3 separate regions of the Sus scrofa genome follow, and all the other regions are linked to region 2. The links are chromatin contacts, called in public promoter capture Hi-C maps. All regions are on one chromosome and are shown on one strand. The core of a region is the stretch at or near the end of the contact, and the rest is flanking DNA. Distances in the headings are between cores, read along the strand shown. Region 1 holds the start of MLST8 (target of rapamycin complex subunit LST8). Region 2 holds the start of SRRM2 (serine/arginine repetitive matrix 2). Region 3 holds the start of ECI1 (enoyl-CoA delta isomerase 1).

What was found. Promoter capture Hi-C pulls out the DNA fragments that hold promoters and counts their contacts.
Region 1: a promoter capture Hi-C map of fetal liver shows a contact between it and region 2, with 4 times the contacts expected there. The contact joins the promoter of MLST8 here to the promoter of SRRM2 in region 2. A contact is called at or near these places in 1 of 5 promoter capture datasets (fetal liver), 1 of 47 Hi-C or Micro-C datasets (alveolar macrophages) and 1 of 2 datasets of contacts at active chromatin or transcription factors (alveolar macrophages).
Region 3: a contact with region 2 is called in a promoter capture Hi-C map of fetal skeletal muscle, with 6 times the contacts expected there. The contact joins the promoter of ECI1 here to the promoter of SRRM2 in region 2. A contact is called at or near these places in 1 of 5 promoter capture datasets (fetal skeletal muscle) and 1 of 2 datasets of contacts at active chromatin or transcription factors (skeletal muscle).

The regions. Positions count from the first base shown.
Region 1 is chr3:39,783,998-39,787,670 of Sscrofa11.1, forward strand. MLST8 (target of rapamycin complex subunit LST8) reads right to left here and starts at 2,209. Exons shown (of 9, transcript XM_013987830.2): 1 at 1,988-2,209; 2 at 1,389-1,591; 3 at 1,173-1,224; 4 at 927-1,089; 5 at 305-380; 6 at 70-222. The coding sequence starts at 1,517.
Region 2 is chr3:39,273,808-39,277,480 of Sscrofa11.1, forward strand. SRRM2 (serine/arginine repetitive matrix 2) reads left to right here and starts at 1,481. Exons shown (of 15, transcript NM_001244545.1): 1 at 1,481-1,699.
Region 3 is chr3:39,749,151-39,752,476 of Sscrofa11.1, forward strand. It overlaps ECI1 (enoyl-CoA delta isomerase 1), which reads left to right and starts at 1,592. Exons shown (of 7, transcript NM_001285973.1): 1 at 1,592-1,672; 2 at 1,761-1,874. The coding sequence starts at 1,621. It overlaps RNPS1 (RNA-binding protein with serine-rich domain 1), which reads left to right. Exons shown (of 8, transcript XM_003481099.4): 8 at 1-450.

The DNA.
Region 1 (3,673 bases), core at 959-3,458, 510 kb after region 2:
GAAGCCCCCCTGTGGAGAACACAGGAGATAAAGGCTGGGTACGAGCCACCCACCTTCCCCAGGACTCACAGTGCTGTTGACTGCCGCCATGTAGCTGGCGTCGGGGTCGATGTGGGCAGACGTGATGGAGACCTCGGGCTCCGGGATCAGCTGCTCGTTGTGGTCAGTTTTCAGGTCCCAGATGTGGATGGCGCCGCTCTGGTCACCCACGATGAGCTCCGCCTGAGGGGCAGGGGAGGTGAGGCAGGGCAGGACCCCTGCCCACCAAAGCCCCAGGGTGCCCAGCCCTGTGTGTGCCCCTCACCTGGTTGGGGTGCAAGCACACGCAGTTAATGGGCGCGTTCACCTGGAAGATCCGCTGACACTGCAGGTTCCGGGACCTTCAACGTGGGGACACGCTCCGTCTGTGGCAGACGCTATTGCCCCCCCCCCACACGCCCCTTCCCTGGCCGCTCATCCTCATCCTTCTGTGATGGGCGCTGTCTTACAGGAAATACGCGGGAGGCTTGTCCCCACCCCCATGAGGGGTAGCCTGAAGCCAGTGACAGACTCAGAAGGGGCATGAAGGGTGGCCTCTTGCCTCGAGGCGGGACTGCTCTCTTATCATTATTATTTGCTGTTTTTTGGACACACCCTCAGTACATGGACGTTCCCCGGCCAGGGATCAAACCCACAGCACAGCAGTGACACCCCCAACCTGCCAAGCCACCAGGAGCTCTGGGACTTCCTCTTTGAAGCAGGTGGTTTCAGAGGGCCCTGTGGGATCAGGCTAAGGCTACACCCATCTTTGTGTGCCTTCATCCTGCCTTCCGCACCTGCCCTCTAGAAACCACTGCACCGAAAACTCTGTCTCAGCTCTCACCTGGAGTGAACCTGACCTGAGACAGTCTCTAGCCTGGCCCCTCCTCCCACCCAGTGCCCCGCACCTGAGGTCCCAGATCCGGGCCGTGCAGTCCTCGCCACCAGTGTACATCCAGCGGCCATCCTCATGGAAGCCCACAGACGCGATGTTCTTGTTGACCCCATCGTAGCTGATGATGGGGTTGGGATTATTGGAGTTGAGATCATACATGCGAATGTGCTGGTAACCTGGGGGCACAGTTCAAGCTCAAGTCTGGCTGGGCCTAGATGGACCTATGGGAAATCAGGGCCCGGAGTGGAGGAGAAGGTACCTGCAGCAGCAATCATGCTACGGTCGGGTGTGATCTCCAGTGCGTTCACCTGCTGGGCCTGTTAAGGACAAGGAACAGGGCCCCAGGGCCAGGGGCCCCCAATGCTTCCGGCATCCAGCTCGGCTATCCCATCCTTCCCACTGGAGGCCTTTGCTCAGGCTGTTACCCCACCAGGCATCCTGCCCAGCACCATCCCACAGCCCCAGGGGAGGATACGGAGTCCTGGTGCTGTACGGTTCGGGTACAGATCCCGCTGTGGGCCTGCCAGAACCGCACTGTGTGGTCATAGCCTGCAGTGGCCAAGATGACAGGGTCACTGCCCACCGTGCCTGGAGACGTGTTCATGGTGTGGCTGCTTGAAAGACTCGGACCTACACAGGGCCCTAGGTCTGACCGGCAGGGGTCAAAGATCAGAGCATCTGGAGAAGAAAGAGTTCAGTATTTAGAGAATACCCTCTATGTCCTTAATAGGTGACAACAGATCACTGAGTGCTGGAAAATAAAATCATTCCCATTTTAAGTATGGGGAAACCGAGGCTCAGAGAGATTCAGGGACACGCGTGACAACCATCCGGGGACAGCTCCGTGCTCCAAGGCGCGCGCTCCGTTCCCGGTCCCACGAACGCGGACGGAACGCCACCCCACCCGCGACCGGCAGGGGGCAGTCACGTCCGGGGCGCCGCTCTGCCGCAGGGGCGGGCCGCGCGTGCGCAGCAGGGCCCCGGACGGGCCGGAGGGGAAAAAGCCGGAACGCTGCGGCCGCGCATGCGTAGCAAGGCCGGCGGCTGACCCTGATGGAAGGGGGCGCTACCTGCCTGGACCCGCGAGCCCCCGGTGCTCCGCCGACCGTCTTGACTCCGTCCCGCTAAGGCAGCTTCCCCCGGGCGCACTCTCCCGGCCACTGGAAGCCGCCTTCGAGCTCTCGTTCCGCGGCCTCCGTACCTTACACGCGGCTCTGCGCTCCGCCGAGGTCCAGGACGGTGAGCGGAGCCGGAACGAGTCGATAGAGGCGTAGGCCGAGTGTAGAGCTATCGATGAGCCATTACGGCGACACCAAGGGACCTACGGGGTGGGGGCGGGGGGACGAGACCGAAGTTCTGGGGCACGGGGTCCCTGCTGTCTGGGAAGAACCTGTACAGGCCTCTGTGCTCCCAGGCGGCGCGGCGGGACGAAAGCAGCGACCCCAGCCTCCTGCCCCTCCGGCACCCCACCCTTCTCAAACCCTTTCTCCAGGTCCGTGTCGCGCCACCCCCTCCCTCCCACGCATCCCCTGCTCCCCACGCGGGGTTGGGGTTCCCAGGTAATTTGTGGGACACCCTGTTGCATTTGAATTCAGATAAGCAACACATTTTGTGTATTTTTAAAGTACTAATATATCCCAAATATTGTATGAGTTAGACTAGTAAGTTCCTCGTTGTCTAGGTGAAATTCTCATGGAACGAGATGTCCTGTGGTTTTATTTGCTAGATCAGGCCACCCTGGTCTGGTCCCTTTCAGACCTGTCCAGCCCCTCACTAATCCTAGTGCCCTCTCCAAAACGGGGGTCCCTCAAGCCTCCTTTTCCATCCAGGCCTCCCAGGCTCTACCCACGTGGTTTCACCCTCTTTCACAGGAAAATAGAATCCTTGAGACAGGCTCTCCCACACTTTCTTCCTCCCAGGCGCCCACATGCAGCTGCACCCCTCCCTTCCTCTGGCCCCTTGACCAAGCCAGTGTCCCTGCCCAAGCATCCAGGCCCTGGGTCACAGGAACCTTCCTTCCTGTACCTTCACCCCCTCCCGTCTTTGCTTCCCCTCAGCCTTTCAACAGCACAAGACAACCCAAAACACTCCTTCCAGCCTGGACTCTTTCCAAAAGCCATCCTTCCTTCACACTCCTTGGAGTTCTCTGGTGGCCTAACGGTTAAGGATCTGGCATCATTACTGCTGTAGTGCAGGGTTCCATTCCTGGCCCGAGAACTTTCACAGACCACAGGTGCAGGCGAACACCACCACCACCAAAGAGCTGTCATGGAGTTCCCGTCCTGGCTCAGCGGTTAGCGAACCTGAGTAGCATCCATGAAGACAAGGGTTCGATCCCTGGCCTTGCTCAGTGGGTTAAGGATCCAGCATTGCCGTGAGCTGTGGTGTAGGTCGAAGATGCAGCTCAGATCCTGTCTTGCTGTGGCTCTGGCATAGGCTGGTGGCTACAGTTCCGATTGGACCCCTACCCTGGGAACCTCCCTATGCCACAAGTGTGCCCCTAAAGGACAAAAAGACCCCAAAATTTAAAAAAAAAAAACACATTAAAAAAAAAAAAAAGAGCTGTCCTGACTTCACATTCCGTGACCCGCTGTCATGTCTCTTACTCCCAGCTCACCAATGAAAATTTCACAAGGTCCCTGGCCATCTCACACTGCTAGACCCAATAGATACTTTTCCTTCTGCACCTCATCACGTCTGTCTGCATAGTGGCTGACAGCACTGCTCCTGAAAAGCTCCCGTTATCATCTCCTGGCTCTT
Region 2 (3,673 bases), core at 231-2,730:
AATGAGGCTCTTTTCCTAAAAACAAGAAATAGAGAACACAGAAGGGCTTCTGGGCCCCGGAGCCCCATAGGGCCCTAGGTTACAAGATGACTTTATTCTTCTGCGGGCAGGTTACAAAGAAAACTGAGTCCGTGTCAAATATAATCCTTCAAACTCAAGCCCACTTCAGGTGATTAAGTGACTGCAAGGAGATGGGTCCTGATGTGGAAAGCAACACAAAGGAAATCCTGGTTACTCCATTTTGCTACTGTTTCCAGCATCTGCTGAAAGGCCTTCCTGCAGAGCTCCCCCCCCCCACTTCTCCCAGTAACAATTTGTTTCAAATTAGCCAACCGAGAAGAAGCATGTGCACCTTGACCTGACCCAGGCGAAGGCAACAGGTACATCACCTGCGGTGGGGATAAATAGGGAGGGGCTTTTCTTTGCACGCGCTTTTTGAGCACCCACACCCTTCTGCAGAAGTAAAGAGCCTTGTCGAGATCTCCCAGTGTTCATGTCTCATTTTTCGACTGACCATCCAAGCCATGTCCCCAACACTGATGAGGGTGTAAGAACCTGGACTAACCAGGGCAGCCGAGCGCAAACTGCAGTTCGAGCAGGAGGTGGGGACTCCAGCTGAAACTGTGGCCTGCCTGGGAAGCCTCGCTTCTTCCACCTCTGTTCTGAGGGAGACTGGCTGCTCTCCCACTGGAAAAAACTGGACTCAGGCACTCTGCAGAGGGGTGGAAAACTTCAGGGCGTCGGTAACGTTTTCGCCCTAACACGTATATGATACATCTCAGGTTCCCTAAGAGAAAAAGCTCATCGCCCCCTTACAGGCGGGGGATGGTAACAAAAAATCATCCCCGGGGTGCAGCCGCCCGGTTCAACACTGTCTGCGGCGGGCAGAAGCTGCGAACAAGACCGCCTACTGGCCGGGCCTAAGGCTCAAGCCCTGAGCCAGACGCTGGGCTCTGGGGTTCCCGGGATGTCCGCTGGCCGGGGTCTGGGCGGGGTGGTAGAGGTCTCCCGGGTGCGGAAGGACAGGGGACGGCAATCACCTGGGAGCCGCAGGGTCCCTGGGCTTGGGACCATCGCCTCCCAACATGGGGAGACAAAATGGCCGCGTGAGGGGAAGGCGAAGCTACTTAAGGGTTCCGCGTCCTCCTAGAACTACAACTCCCAGGATACCCTGGGACGAAGTCGGGAGGTCAAGGAGAGCCCTCGCGCTGGCTATGTGGCGATAGGCCCTATGTCTTCCGCCTCCCAGCGGAAACTGTCGAGAATGCGTTGCTTGCATTCTCGGTCCGCTCCTCCGACCGCGTCGGCAACGGGCCGACGGGAATCATAGTTCTTCGACAACGGAGTTGCCCTTCCCTCGGGCCTTAATTAACTACACTTCCCGGTGCAGTCTCGGCGCCTGCGCACAAGGCCGTGGAGAGTACTACGGCTCCCGGCGTGCCCTGCGACGCGCGCGGTAGCGTGCTGACGTTCTTAGTCCGTCGTGCTGACGTGCAGCGCGGCCCAGGCGGGGTGCGAGTGGCGCAGTCGGAGCCCGCTGCGGCCCCTGAGGAAGCGAGGAGGCGTCTGTGTCGGCTGAGACGGGCGGACCGGGGAGGCAAGGCGGCGACTCCAGGCGCCGAGGGACTCAGGACCTCGAGCGGCGGCGGCGGCAACAGCTCTCCCCCTCGGAAGCGGCGGGCGGAGGCGGCGGCGGCGGGTGAGGGAGCGCGCGAGCCGGGTGGGGGAGGGGCGGCGGCCCCGGCGCTAGGCCAAAGCGCGCGGAGAACGGCTCAGGCCGCCGCGCGCACGCGCGCTGGCCACCCCTAGCTCGTGCGGACGTTCTCGCTTGCCTGCCTTCCCTTCCCCCTCCTCGGGGTTCTTACCGCGCGCGGGTCTTTATTCCTCCTCCCCTCCCCCATGGTAACGGCGCGCGCCGCCGACTGCCCTCGGCCTCGCGCGCGTTCTCGGCGAGGAGGGGGGAGCGCGCGACTCGGCTTCCCGGCTCCCCAGCGCGTGCGGCCGGGAGGCCCTCCTGCAGCTGTCCTTGCCGACATTTTCTCGGCGGGGAGGGGGCGGCGGCGGCGCGCCGGGGGGGGGCGCTCCCGGCTCCTCACCCCTGAGCCTCTCGGTTTGGTCAACCCGTCCCTCCCGGAGGCTTGTGGTCCGGCCTTGAGCCTCCCAGACTACGGGGCGCCGCTCAGCCCCCTCCCTCTCCCTCAAGGCCGAAAATAGGCCCTGGTGGCTCAGCCAGTGCAGAGAAGGCCTTGAACTTAAACGCCCAAGAGATTTAAGACAGTTCGGATGCGTTACTCTCTGTCTTGAAGCGTTAAAAAAGGGAAACGTTTAGGAAAAAAGTCCTTCAGTCTAGGTACGTAGAGGCAGGCCATGTACTGCTTTCTCAGTTTTTCTTTTGTTTCTTTCGCTCCTTCTCTTTCTTTCCTCTTTCCCCGTGTTTTGTTATTTACCAAAAAGTTATGTTAAAGTTAGGGAAGAGGCTGCCAGCCTCAGGAAACGCTGGACTTTGTCTTCATTTGGCGCCCAAGTCTTCTAGTTTTTGGTTTCCTCTCAGACGCCTCTTTAAGATATATTTTGGGTCGAAAAATTGAGAAAGTGTTTTGTGTTTTTTTTCTTCTCCTGAGTGTGTGAGTTTGGATTTCTTCCTGAGCGAGTATTTTCGTTTTCTGGGCTGCCTAGTGTCCACTCAGCTACCACACTGCTCCTGTACTGAGCTTATTGCGCTGTTACTCAGGTCCATTTTTCTGCACACTCCCCACCCCTTTTGGTGCATTTCTCTTCTTAAATACCGTATTATTGGATTTTGAAACTCCTTTCTGCTTAGTTAGTTTGGTACTGTGATGATTTTCCAACAGTAAAAAAACCTCCCTTTCGTCTTTCTTTGCAGCTTGCTTTTGCTTTTTTGCCGCATGCTTGGGTGATGATTTTTTGCATATGCACAGACTGCGAACCCCAGTTTAAGAATCCTTATGTGGTTTTGATGATCTGTGTGTGTTGTTGATACACTTTTTTGTCTATTCGTTCTTAAAATGTTTTGAGCGCCGTCTTGAATGGTGTGTTTGTGGCTTCGTTATTGGCTCATTCCCTATAAGCGTTCCCATCTGTTGTGACTTAATAGATTTTAAAGTGCACGCTTATCATCTACTGGTTTTCCTTCTCCAGGGAGTGGGAGGATTATTGTGTGAGGAGGTATGGAAGTGTGGGTGAATGGTTGAGTTGAAGAATTAATTGCAGATCAGAAGCGTTCTGCAAGGGAAGCAGAAACCAAGTAGGGTATAGAAAGCCAAAGAGGACTTAGGTTTAGAGTGGGGCGGAGAAAAATAACAAAAAAAAAGATAAAAATGGAGGTTGAAGGATTTCATATGCTATAAAGGTTTTCATTTATTTTCATATAGTTCCACTGACTTTTCGTAGATTTAGCTTTATGTGTCACTCCTTTACCCCAGTAGGGATTTTTTTTTTTTTTTCCCTCCAGAGTCTGCAATTGGGATTGAACAGAGTCCCAACCTTAGAGTTGAGGGTTAAGGGGCTCCAAATTGTTAGAGTTGGGCCATTGCCATTTCAGTCAACATCTCTCTCCACTTAGGTGTGGGGAGGGCTTTTAGTACCTTCATCCAGATGTTCCTTCTGGGGGTTTCTAAAATGAAGCCTTCCCTTTTATCCAGTTATATATATT
Region 3 (3,326 bases), core at 342-2,841, 480 kb after region 2:
AGTCATGCCCTAACCTGTTGGCTTACAGGGTCCCTCAGGAAAGGATGTGCTTTTATGCAGCTGCCGTTGCTGTTAGTCTGGCCTCCCCCCTACTTGAATCCTCTCTGACCTCTAGGATCAAATACCCTCTCTTACCTGCCCAGAATGGTTTTTACATATATTCTCGTGTGTGCGTGCACACACAGCCCATGTCTTTCTCCGAAATGAAAGTGTCTGGTCGTAGCAGGTCACCACGGAAAGTGCTTGTGTTGGTATTCCTGACGGCGATGCAGGATACCTTGGCAACCAACGTGTACATTGCTTTTTTGGCTTTTATTGTACAGTCAGTACTACAAATTTTCTGTTTTGAGTTTTGTAACTTTGTAGCATTTTAGATAATGTTGTGTTTGTACTTTGTTGTGTAGAGTAAAAGGGCTGTGTTGAATAAACCTTGAATAGTGTGCAGCTCAAGCATCAGGATCACTGCCTCCTTCCCATCCCTTGGCCCCAAAGACGGTAGCTTCAGTTGGAGGGAATTAAAAACACATGGGTACCTGAAAACTCTTGGTTTCATCTCCAAAGTCACACTTGAAGACCTCTCAACCAGGAAAACACAGGGGTGTTGGGCTGCTCCGTAGGCACACATTGTAGACCGGTTTGTTCCACAGGAAGAACTGAAAGTGCTCAGGAGGTTCCAGAACAAAGCCCCCCAGTCATGCACCACCGTGGCCAGCGTTAAACTGGTCAGAACAGTGCACACAGGCTAGCCATCCCTCCCTCGTCTCCGCCTTATAGGGTCAAGCAAATAAAACGGTGGGGTTACTTTTTTTTTTTTTTTTTTTTTTTGCTTTGCTTTTTAGGGCTGCACCCACAGCATGTGAAGCTTCCCAGACTAAGGGTCCGATCGGAGATGTAGCAACTGGCCTACGCCACAGCAACGCAAGGCCCGAGCCGCATATGCAGCCTACACCACAGTTCACAGCTAATGCTGGATCACTGACCCACTGAGCAAGGCCAAGGATCAAACCCGCATCCTCATGGATACTAGTCAGATTCATTTCTGTAGCCCCGACAGGAGCTCACTCGGCTTCCCTTTCTTGTGGAGGAGCATTGGGGGCCTGCCGGCAGTGTGCGGATGCCTCTTGTCCCCAGCCTCACTTGTGTGCTGCCCACGTTTTGTTTACTTGCTGTTTTGTGCATGGTCCATTCTTGGTCATCAGGCTATGATCCCCCCCCCCCATGCCTGTGGCTAAACTACCAGCTGTAGCTGCCACCCACAGGCCGGAGTGCGCACTACGACTCTAAGCTCCCCGTTAGCACCCTTCCAGTGCCCACGTCTGTGGGTGTGATCTGGTTGCTTCAGCTGTGACCCCTGAATCTAGAAGGCAGCTCGCCAGGGTTCCCAAACCCCCTTAGAACCCCTTCAGCTCGCAGCCCTCTCGGCAGCTAACGCAGTTGCCCGCGGCTATGGGTGAAGGTGAAGTACTGGCCACCTTTGGCCCGCTTCCCCGCTGGCCCCGACGGTGACCTTGGTTGCGCCCGGCCCGCCCTCCGGCGGGGCGGCCAGGGCAGGGGGGCGGGGGCCGGCTGAGCCGGAAGGGGCGGGGCGGTCAGGCCGCGACCCCGCTCAGTGCGGTCAAGATGGCGCTGACGGCGGTGTTGCGCCTCCCGGCGCGCGCCCTGCTCCGCCCTTGTGCGTGCCCGGGGCACGGGGGGCCGGGGCGCCGGGGGCCTGGCCCGGTGGGGCGGCAGGCTGACTGGCTTCGCGCTGCCTTTCGCAGGGGCCCTGCTCCGCGGCGTGGCCCTCGGACGGACGGAGGCTGCAGCGGGCATCAGGAACGGCGCGCGGCGCTTCGGGAGCCAGCACGTCCTGGTGGAGCCGGCCGCGGCCGCAGGTAAGCGCCCGGATCGCGGCGGGATCCCGGCGGCCGAGAGCCTGCTGCAGGTGCTGAGGCAGGACACGACGCGGCGGCCGCTGGCGGCGGAGCCCGCGCCACACGGGCCCGGAACCGACATCCAGACCCAGTGAAAGCTATCGAACTTGGAAAGGCTGCGAGATAAAGCTCAGTTTTAAAGTCAGTTTCTTGGAATTCCCTCTGTGGCTCAGCGGGTTAAGAACCCAACATAGAGTCTGTGAGGATGCACGTGCGATCGCTGTCCTCGCTCAGTGGGCTAAGAGTCCAGCATTGCCACAGCAGCAGAAGCCGCAGATCCGGTTCGGATCCGCTGTGGTGCTGGCTGGCCGGATTCCACTTCTGGCCTGGGAACTTCTTAGCCGCAAGTACTTCTGTAAAAAGGAAAACAGAGTTTCTGTTGAGTCCAAGTGTTAAGGTCAATAGTCTGTTTGATCCCCCACTTCACTGAAGATAAAAAATGTTTCTGTTTTTGAAGTTTTAGGAGTTCCCATCGTGGGGCAGTGGTTAACGAATCCGACTAGGAACCATGAGGTTGCGGGTTCAATCCCTGGCCTCGCTCAGGGGTTAAGGATCCGGCGTTGCCTTGAGCTGCGGTGTAGGTTGCAGACACGGCTTGGATCCCACGTTGCTGTGGCTGTGGCGTAGGCCAGCGGCTACAGCTCCATTTTACCCCTAGCCTGGGAACCTCCATATGCAGCAGAAGCAGCCCTAGAAAAGGCAGAAAGACAAAAAAGAAAAAAAAAAAAAAAAAAAAAAAGGGGAGTTCCCGTCATGGCTCCGTGGTTAACGAATCCGACTAGGAACCATGAGGTTTCGGGTTCAATCCCTGGCCTTGCTCAGGGGTTAAGGATCCGGCGTTGCCTTGAGATGTGGTGTAGGTTGCAGACACGGCTCAGATCCTGCGTTGCTGTGGCTCTGGTGTAGGCTGGCAGCTACAGCTCCGATTCGACCCCTAGCCTGGGAACCTCCATATGCCGCAGGAAGCGGCCCTAGAAAAGGCAAAAAGACAAAAAAATAAAGTTTTGGAGCATGTGCTCCTTCATCAGGAGCTATTAAATTGGAATGTGAACATAAAGTATTTTGATATACAGTGTTTTCAGCTTTAGTAATACAGAGCCCAGCAGATACTTGGGTGTTTTGTGCGTGTGTGCTTGTCTTTTTAGGCCCACACCCACAGCAGATGGAGGTCTCCAGGCTACAGGTCAAATCCGAGCTGTAGCCACTGGCCTACATCAGAGCCACAGCACCTTGGGATCCGAGCAACATCTGCGACCTACACCACAGCTCATGGCAAGGCCAGATCCTTCACCCAGTGAGCGAGGCCAGGGATCAAACCTGCGTCTTCATGGATGCTAGTCAGATTCATTTCTGCTGAGCCACTACAGGCACTCCCAGACACTTGTTTTAATTAAAGCAGGAGCCACAAGTGAA